Linked DNA regions of Pan troglodytes: region 1 is linked to region 2. A link is a contact called in public Hi-C data. All regions are on one chromosome and are shown on one strand. Each heading gives the region's core, a stretch centred on a gene start, on an enhancer-like site or on the middle of the called end of the contact. The rest is flanking DNA. Distances are from core to core; before and after follow the strand shown. Region 1 overlaps NEDD4L (NEDD4 like E3 ubiquitin protein ligase). Region 2 holds the start of NEDD4L (NEDD4 like E3 ubiquitin protein ligase).

The links. A called contact is a pair of places that touch in the nucleus more often than the background predicts.
Region 1: a contact with region 2 is called in a Hi-C map of stem cell-derived neural progenitor cells, with 5 times the contacts expected there. The contact joins the enhancer-like site here to the promoter of NEDD4L in region 2. A contact is called at or near these places in 5 of 7 Hi-C or Micro-C datasets (blood, induced pluripotent stem cells, a lymphoblastoid cell line and 1 more), 1 of 1 datasets of contacts at active chromatin or transcription factors (stem cell-derived excitatory neurons) and 1 of 1 other capture datasets (stem cell-derived neural stem cells).

The regions. Positions count from the first base shown.
Region 1 is chr17:68,176,057-68,179,330 of NHGRI_mPanTro3-v2.0_pri, forward strand. All of the region lies in intron 1 of NEDD4L (NEDD4 like E3 ubiquitin protein ligase), which reads left to right. Among named protein-coding and RNA genes, the nearest start is that of NEDD4L, 74 kb to the left of the region's middle. Within about 2 kb of position 1,360, at least 6 of the 24 cell types and tissues checked have an H3K27ac peak or open chromatin away from gene starts, as enhancers often do. A contact at or near this core is called in stem cell-derived neural progenitor cells and stem cell-derived neural stem cells, where this site is marked.
Region 2 is chr17:68,102,416-68,105,458 of NHGRI_mPanTro3-v2.0_pri, forward strand. NEDD4L (NEDD4 like E3 ubiquitin protein ligase) reads left to right here and starts at 1,368. Exons shown (of 31, transcript XM_001140979.7): 1 at 1,368-1,874. The coding sequence starts at 1,827.

The sequences.
Region 1 (3,274 bases), core at 110-2,609, 74 kb after region 2:
AAATAACAAAAGCATTTGCAGAGGGAGACCAGAGCATCATCTTTGTTAGGGCAAAGGCTTAACATAGAGGAATGTGGCTTCTATGTCCAGGCCAGTGGGCTTCCTAACACAGAACATGGAATTAGGCAGACTTATCCCCCATGCCCACCCCGGTGAGTGCCAGCATGGGCTTGAGCTGCTCTTCACACTGATGGTCCATCCTTTGGACTGATCTCCTTGTGAAGGATACAATACAGCAAGGAGCGGGGGCTTGGCTTGGCACAGCCAGTTCTTTACCCAAACTCCTGCCAACACTGGCCCTTCTTTCTTACCCTGGTTGGAGTGTGTGAGGGTGGGAGAGGCAGGAGGAATATGCTGGACAGAGCTTCTTCCATCTAGAAGGGAATTTCAGGAGTAAGAAAGCAGCAGCTCTTAACATACCTGGGAGAAAGCAAGTGCTTAGTAAACAGTTGAGGAATGAACTAAAAATTTTCAGACAGATTTTCCTCTTCTGGAGCATTTGCAGAACCGCCTCTTTGCTCAAGTGCTTTGTTTTTTACAGATTCATTTAAGGTCATGGTTCCAGACACTAATGTAAATCAGCACATATATTATTGAAGAAGTAGAATACCTCCAGGCCCAGTTGCCTTGGAGCAGGAAAAACAGTTCATCCTCATTACCATCCAGAATAATTTATGTTCGAGATAATACACAATCAATTTACTTTTTATCATATTCGAATTTGATTTGTGTACACTTTTGAGTTTGGATGTCAGCCACATTGCTTCTGTGTGTTAATCTTTATTTACGGGAATAAATGGGAAGCAGTCAGCCATTTTTTATTCTTTATTGGGGAACTGCATTATAGTGGAAAAGGTAAAATTATAAGCTAATGAGACCAGAGGTCTGTATGTATGAAAACCATACTCATCGCTTCACAGTTGTCTTTGAACCAGTTTCCCTGGGATTGTTCGAAATGTAGCAAACGTGGCTCACGGTTACCCTGACAGGGCCAGAGCAATAGGGGGAGGTGTGGGCACCTGTATACATTTGTGTTGAAAAATGTACCCAGGCTATTCTGAAGTCCTTTCCTGCCCCCAGCCTGGTTTCTGGGCCTCTCTGGAGTCTCTCTTTCTGGCACTTGTGTTCTGGAATCGCTTATCAGCCTGGACTCCTTCATCAGCAGCTGCCACAGTGTCTTTGTAGTCACACCACACACCTATATACTCCATGACATGGAGTGTATAGAATGTTTCCTGTCTTCCTTGTCAGTGCTGCCAGGAGAAGCTTCCCCTCTCCTAACCTCTGGATAGTGGCTGGCTCTGCTTTATTCAGGCATTGCTTTCATTTTTTAGAACAGCTGCTCCAGTATGCTTAGTGTGAATGACAGCCCAGCAGAAAGAATGGACTTGACACTGGAGACTGCACCACTCCACATTTCTTTGTCCCCTCAAGATGACTTAACTAGCTCCCTTCCCTTTTCCTTCATGCAATAGCCTCAGAAGTTCGGCTGGCATTGCCAAGTTGTTAGAGTGAACCTTAACCTGTGTATGACTCAGAATTCACATCTGCTGTGTCAGTGAACACACAGATCTCTTTGTGAACACATGGTTATCAAGATGCACATGCTCTTACATATCCTGCCGGATTCTGGTAAGGCGCTGCTTGCGCAGTAAGCACTTGTCAGGTGCTTATGATGCCTGTGACGTGAGGCTGTGGATGCAGAATTTGTGGTCTGAACATTTTTGAGTAGATAAAAATGGAAACTGAAATTGGTGAAGCAGACTTGTGGCTTTTCCTATTTTCTCATCTCTTTTATGGATATAACTAGAAGCTCTGCTTCATCAATGAGTGTGTTAAAACAATTTGTTTACAAAATCCTATTTATTAAAATAAAAATCTTAAAGAACTGCGCTGCTGCTTTTCAGTGCTCGCCACTCTAGGAACCTGTATTCCTCCTCTTGTTCATCCTCCCTTTTCTTCTTTTTTGTTTTGTTGTTGTTTGTGTGTATGTATGTGTCTGTGTGTGTGTGGCGGGGTGGTGGGGGTGGTGTTGCCAAATCTTTTGCACTGAATCTTTGAAGATGTCCTGAAATACTTACCAAATCACTAGAGCGAAGAGAAGCCCATCTGATTTCTTCATCTCCCAGCTGAGGAAGGACACACTTTCTCCCACTCTCCTGTGAAGGCCCCTGTGTCCTGGGGGTAGGGGAGCTGACATCACACTCAGTGCTGACATTTCTTGTTCCCTGGGTGGGCGCTGATTCCAGATCCTCTTCAGCCCCCCAAGCTGAACTGGGTTTCTCTTGAAGGTCCTAACCTCAGCTCACACCACCTGCTACTACCTTTCTGGGTCTTGGATTTTGTTCTTACCCAGGCCCCGGGGTCATCCCAAAGGCTCTTGATAGCCCTGTGGCTGTGCTTGCTAATACACTGTCCTCATCTTTTGTCAGCGAAGTAAATCCAATAATGTTTCCTTCTCTTTAATCCAAGCCAGTCTTCATTGAAAACACTTCACCTCTAAGCTCTCAGGCTCTGCAGTCTGCCCTCTCCAACCTTACCCCTCATGCCCCACCTTCCCTTTGTCCCTATCTTTCCCTTCTGTTCCAGTCATTCTCATGGGGCATGGGGAGTGGAAGCCTGGGAGGGCTTTGCCAAAGTCCAGTTGCCTGCTCACTTTCCTAAGGGCCAGAGCAATGGGGGAGGTGGGGGAGGTGTGGGCACCTGTATACATTTGTGTTGAAAAAGGTACCCAGGCTATTCTGAGGTCCTTTTCTGCCCCCAGCCTGGTTTCTGGGCCTCCCTGGAGTCTCTCTTTATGGCATTTGTGTTCTGGAATCGCTTATCAGCCTGGACTCCTTCATCAGCAGCTGCCACAGTGTCTTTGTAGTCACACTACACACCTTTACCCCGATCCACTGACCTGCTGTCCCGGATGGCCCTGGTGTGTTCTCTCTGTTCCTAGCCGCAGAAATTGCTGGTGAATGTCACCAAGCTAAGCGGTGTAGCTTTATAACAAGTGGATTCAGCCAGCTGGGGCTGGACGACTGAGAGTTTGCAGCCCCTGCTGGACCCTGTGTAACTGTCCAGTTCGCCTAGCTATTGGTTTGGCCCAGTGGTTTTCAATTTTGGCTGCACATCAGAATCACCTGGGGGAGGTTTAAAACCCTACCTCTGCCCCCATGCCCTGGGGTTCACACCCAGAAATGCTGACTTCATTGGTCGGGGGCTGGCAGGCCTGGACATTGGCGGTTTGCTTAGAAGCTGCCTGGGTGGTTCTCATAGCAGCCAGGGT
Region 2 (3,043 bases), core at 118-2,617:
AAGACTCGAGGTTTGAAAGGGTTGAAAAACCTCAGTATTGAAAGAATGGACAGAAATCTGACTTTTAAATAGTCCTCCATAAATAGTTCTCATCGGGGGTTTTGTGGCCTGTAAGTACTGTGGACTTGATGGCTCAAGACTTCTAGAGAAGGCTTCTGAGTAGGATGTTGACTCCATGGGGCTAAGTCGTCAAAGGAAACCCATTCTACGGCACAGGTTTTAAGCCACTCATGCTGCAGGGAGGCAAAGGAGAGCTTAAGGTAGCATGAAAACGAACTAACAGGACGAACAGCAGATAGTTATGTAGCTGGCAACGAGGAATATGATTCTTTCGGGTCACGCGAGTTCTCTCTTAACTTCCTTGAACGAAAATCCTAAATGCATCCTGGTAATACCCAAGTAGGCACTTTGACGTTTCCTTTTCAAAGGCAAATGGAATGTTCTGCGTCTGTTTTCTTTTTGAACTCCCAACTGCACTTAACATCTAAATTTAAGGAAAGGCTTCCGAAAAAGTCGACTGACGAATTTCTTTCACTTATTTAAAGTATTCTCTTGCAGTCCTATAAATCGGAAGGATTAAATGAACTGCTTGCTAGAGAAACAGTAGCTGGGAGGTGGGTCTTATTAGCTACGGTGGCTAATAAGACGTCTCGATCATTTGCATATGCAAAGGATAACCTTAAGCTTGAGTTTGATATTTCACGTTGCGGCTCACAAATGAACTGCTTTTTATTCGAAGAACCATGCTGTCTGTTTTCGCGTGGGTGGGTGTGTAACCGGGGCGGGCGCTATGTTGGTTTTGTTCCCTGCAAGATTGACACAGGCAATGGCGACTTGCGGCCACACTGGGGCAGCCTCTCCTCGGCTGGCAGCCGGGCCGGGCGGCTCGCTCCCGGGAGCTGACAATGTAGACAAGTCCTGCTCGTCGGGGCCGCAAAGAATTTAAAGGGGTCTAGAAACATCCATCTTTTCCCCTTTTCACAGTTAACAGCGAGCTCAGAGCTCTCGGTAAAAAGACCACCGGGAGGAAGAAACGCTCAGGGCGTTTTTGTTATTGTTCGCAAAATCCTCTATCGCCCCCAAACGTCCAGCCCGCCCCCTCCCTAAAGCGGAGGGAACCCGGGAGAGGAGGGAGGGTCGGCGGCGCCGGCCAAGCGCGCCAGTACACGCCCCTGCGGATCCGCCCCGCGGCCGGGTGACCCCCGCCGCGCCGCGCCGCGCTGGAGGCCCCGGGCCGGGGTGGGCGTGGGGCTGAACTCCGCCACCCCCGCAGCCTGCGGCCCGCTCCCCAGCCCGGCCTGTGATTGGCTTGGGGGGCGCGTGCGCCCGCCCCGGCGAACGGGGAGGGTACCCTCGCGGCGCCGGTGGGAGGAGGCGGAGGAGGGGGCGGAGAGAGCGGGGGCCCGGACGGAGCTAGCGAGGAGGCGGGCGAGCCGGGTCCCCGGGAGCGCAGAGGAGGCTCGGAGAGGGGCGGAGAGCGGCGGGGCGGGAGGGAGGCGCGGGTCGCGGGGAGGGAAAGCCCGGCCGGGTCTGCGCCGCCGCCGCGCGCAGGGAGAGGCGCCGGGGCTGCCGCCCGGTGCTCGGCGCGCTCTCGGGAGCCGCCCGCCCGCTGGTCCCGCAGCCTTCCGGGAGGAAGCGGTGCCGGCAGCGTCCGGGGCGCGCTCTCGGGCACCCTCACCTGCCGGCGCCCGGCCGCTTACCCGGCAGGGCGTGCGCAGGGTAGGGTGCGGGACCGGGGGGACCTGGAGGCAGAGGGGAGAACCGGCCGTCCGCGCCGCAGCACAGCCGCTGGGAGCGCCTCAGACCCCGCGCGGGGCGCCGGCTCCATGGCGACCGGGCTCGGGGAGCCGGTCTATGGACTTTCCGAAGACGAGGTGAGTGGCACCCCCTTCCTGCTCGGGACTCCCCGGGGAGTTCCTATCCCGCGCCGGCAGGGGGAGGGGAAAGGGGCCGTCCCCGGGGTGCTCGTGCCCAGCGTCTGCAGGGGAGCCCCAAAGCGGGAGCGCCCCGGAGCGGGATCCAGGGGAGCTTGGGTCCTTCCGCACCCTCCACCCTCCGCAAGCCGAGCTCATTGTTTGTAAATAAAGCGGCGCGACGCCCTTGGAGCTGGGGGTTCACTCCGCAGCTCCTCGCTTTTGGGAGGAGAGGGAGGGGGCATGCGTGCCTCTCTTGCCTCTTCCTCTCCAAGCAGCGTCTCCCGGGGCTGTTGGGCAACTTTCCGCCTCTCGCCCCTGCAGCCCGGGAGTCCATGATGCATGTCACGTCTGGGTCGCGCGGCTGGAGACCCGGGACTGCGGAGAAGCCGGATCGTTTCCCCCTGGAACTTTCTCTCTCATGATTGTGTGGATCAGCAGGCGCTCAGAAGCCTGTGCGTGCTTATCCCGGCGGGAATGGGGGACACGCTGCGTGTGTCCCTCCCCTCGTTTTGCAAAGTCTACGGCCAGGATTGTGGATTTCGGAGCCTCGGTGGGGGAGGTGTTCAAGGCTGGTGGCAGGTGCTCCTGGAAACTTGGGGAGGAAGCTTGCAGCCCTGCCATTTTTTCCTCCCGAGGATTCAAAGCCCGGCACCTCCGGGGTGGGTGGGGAGAGGAAAGCTTAATTGATCTCTTTTATTAATAAAGCGAATGAATAAGCCACGCCTCCCGGGCGGTCGGTTTCACTGGAAAGGGCTTTGTTTTTACCTTCACTCTCTCTTCCGTGTCTCCCACTCCCCCCTTTTGAAACAATCCTGCTAAATCACTGCCTAGTCCTCTCTCGACCAGCCACGCTCGGCTCTTATTGGTATGTTGCTCTGCCAAAAAGGGGGGTGGGACGCTTGTCGCGGGCGCGGCGTGACAGGCAGGCTGGATGGAGCAGGTAGGAGTGGTTTGCCATCTGGCGGGGTGCGCACTCAGGTCTGGCTCCCCTTTCGAGAGGTGAATTTACAACCCAAGAAGCATTACTCAGCAGGGAGGTATTTCCTATCCTGGTTGTGCATTTCATGAAAAGTTGATGCCTGGAAATTCAGGCGTTCTCGATTTCTCTTTCTTCCCCTCCCTCCTTT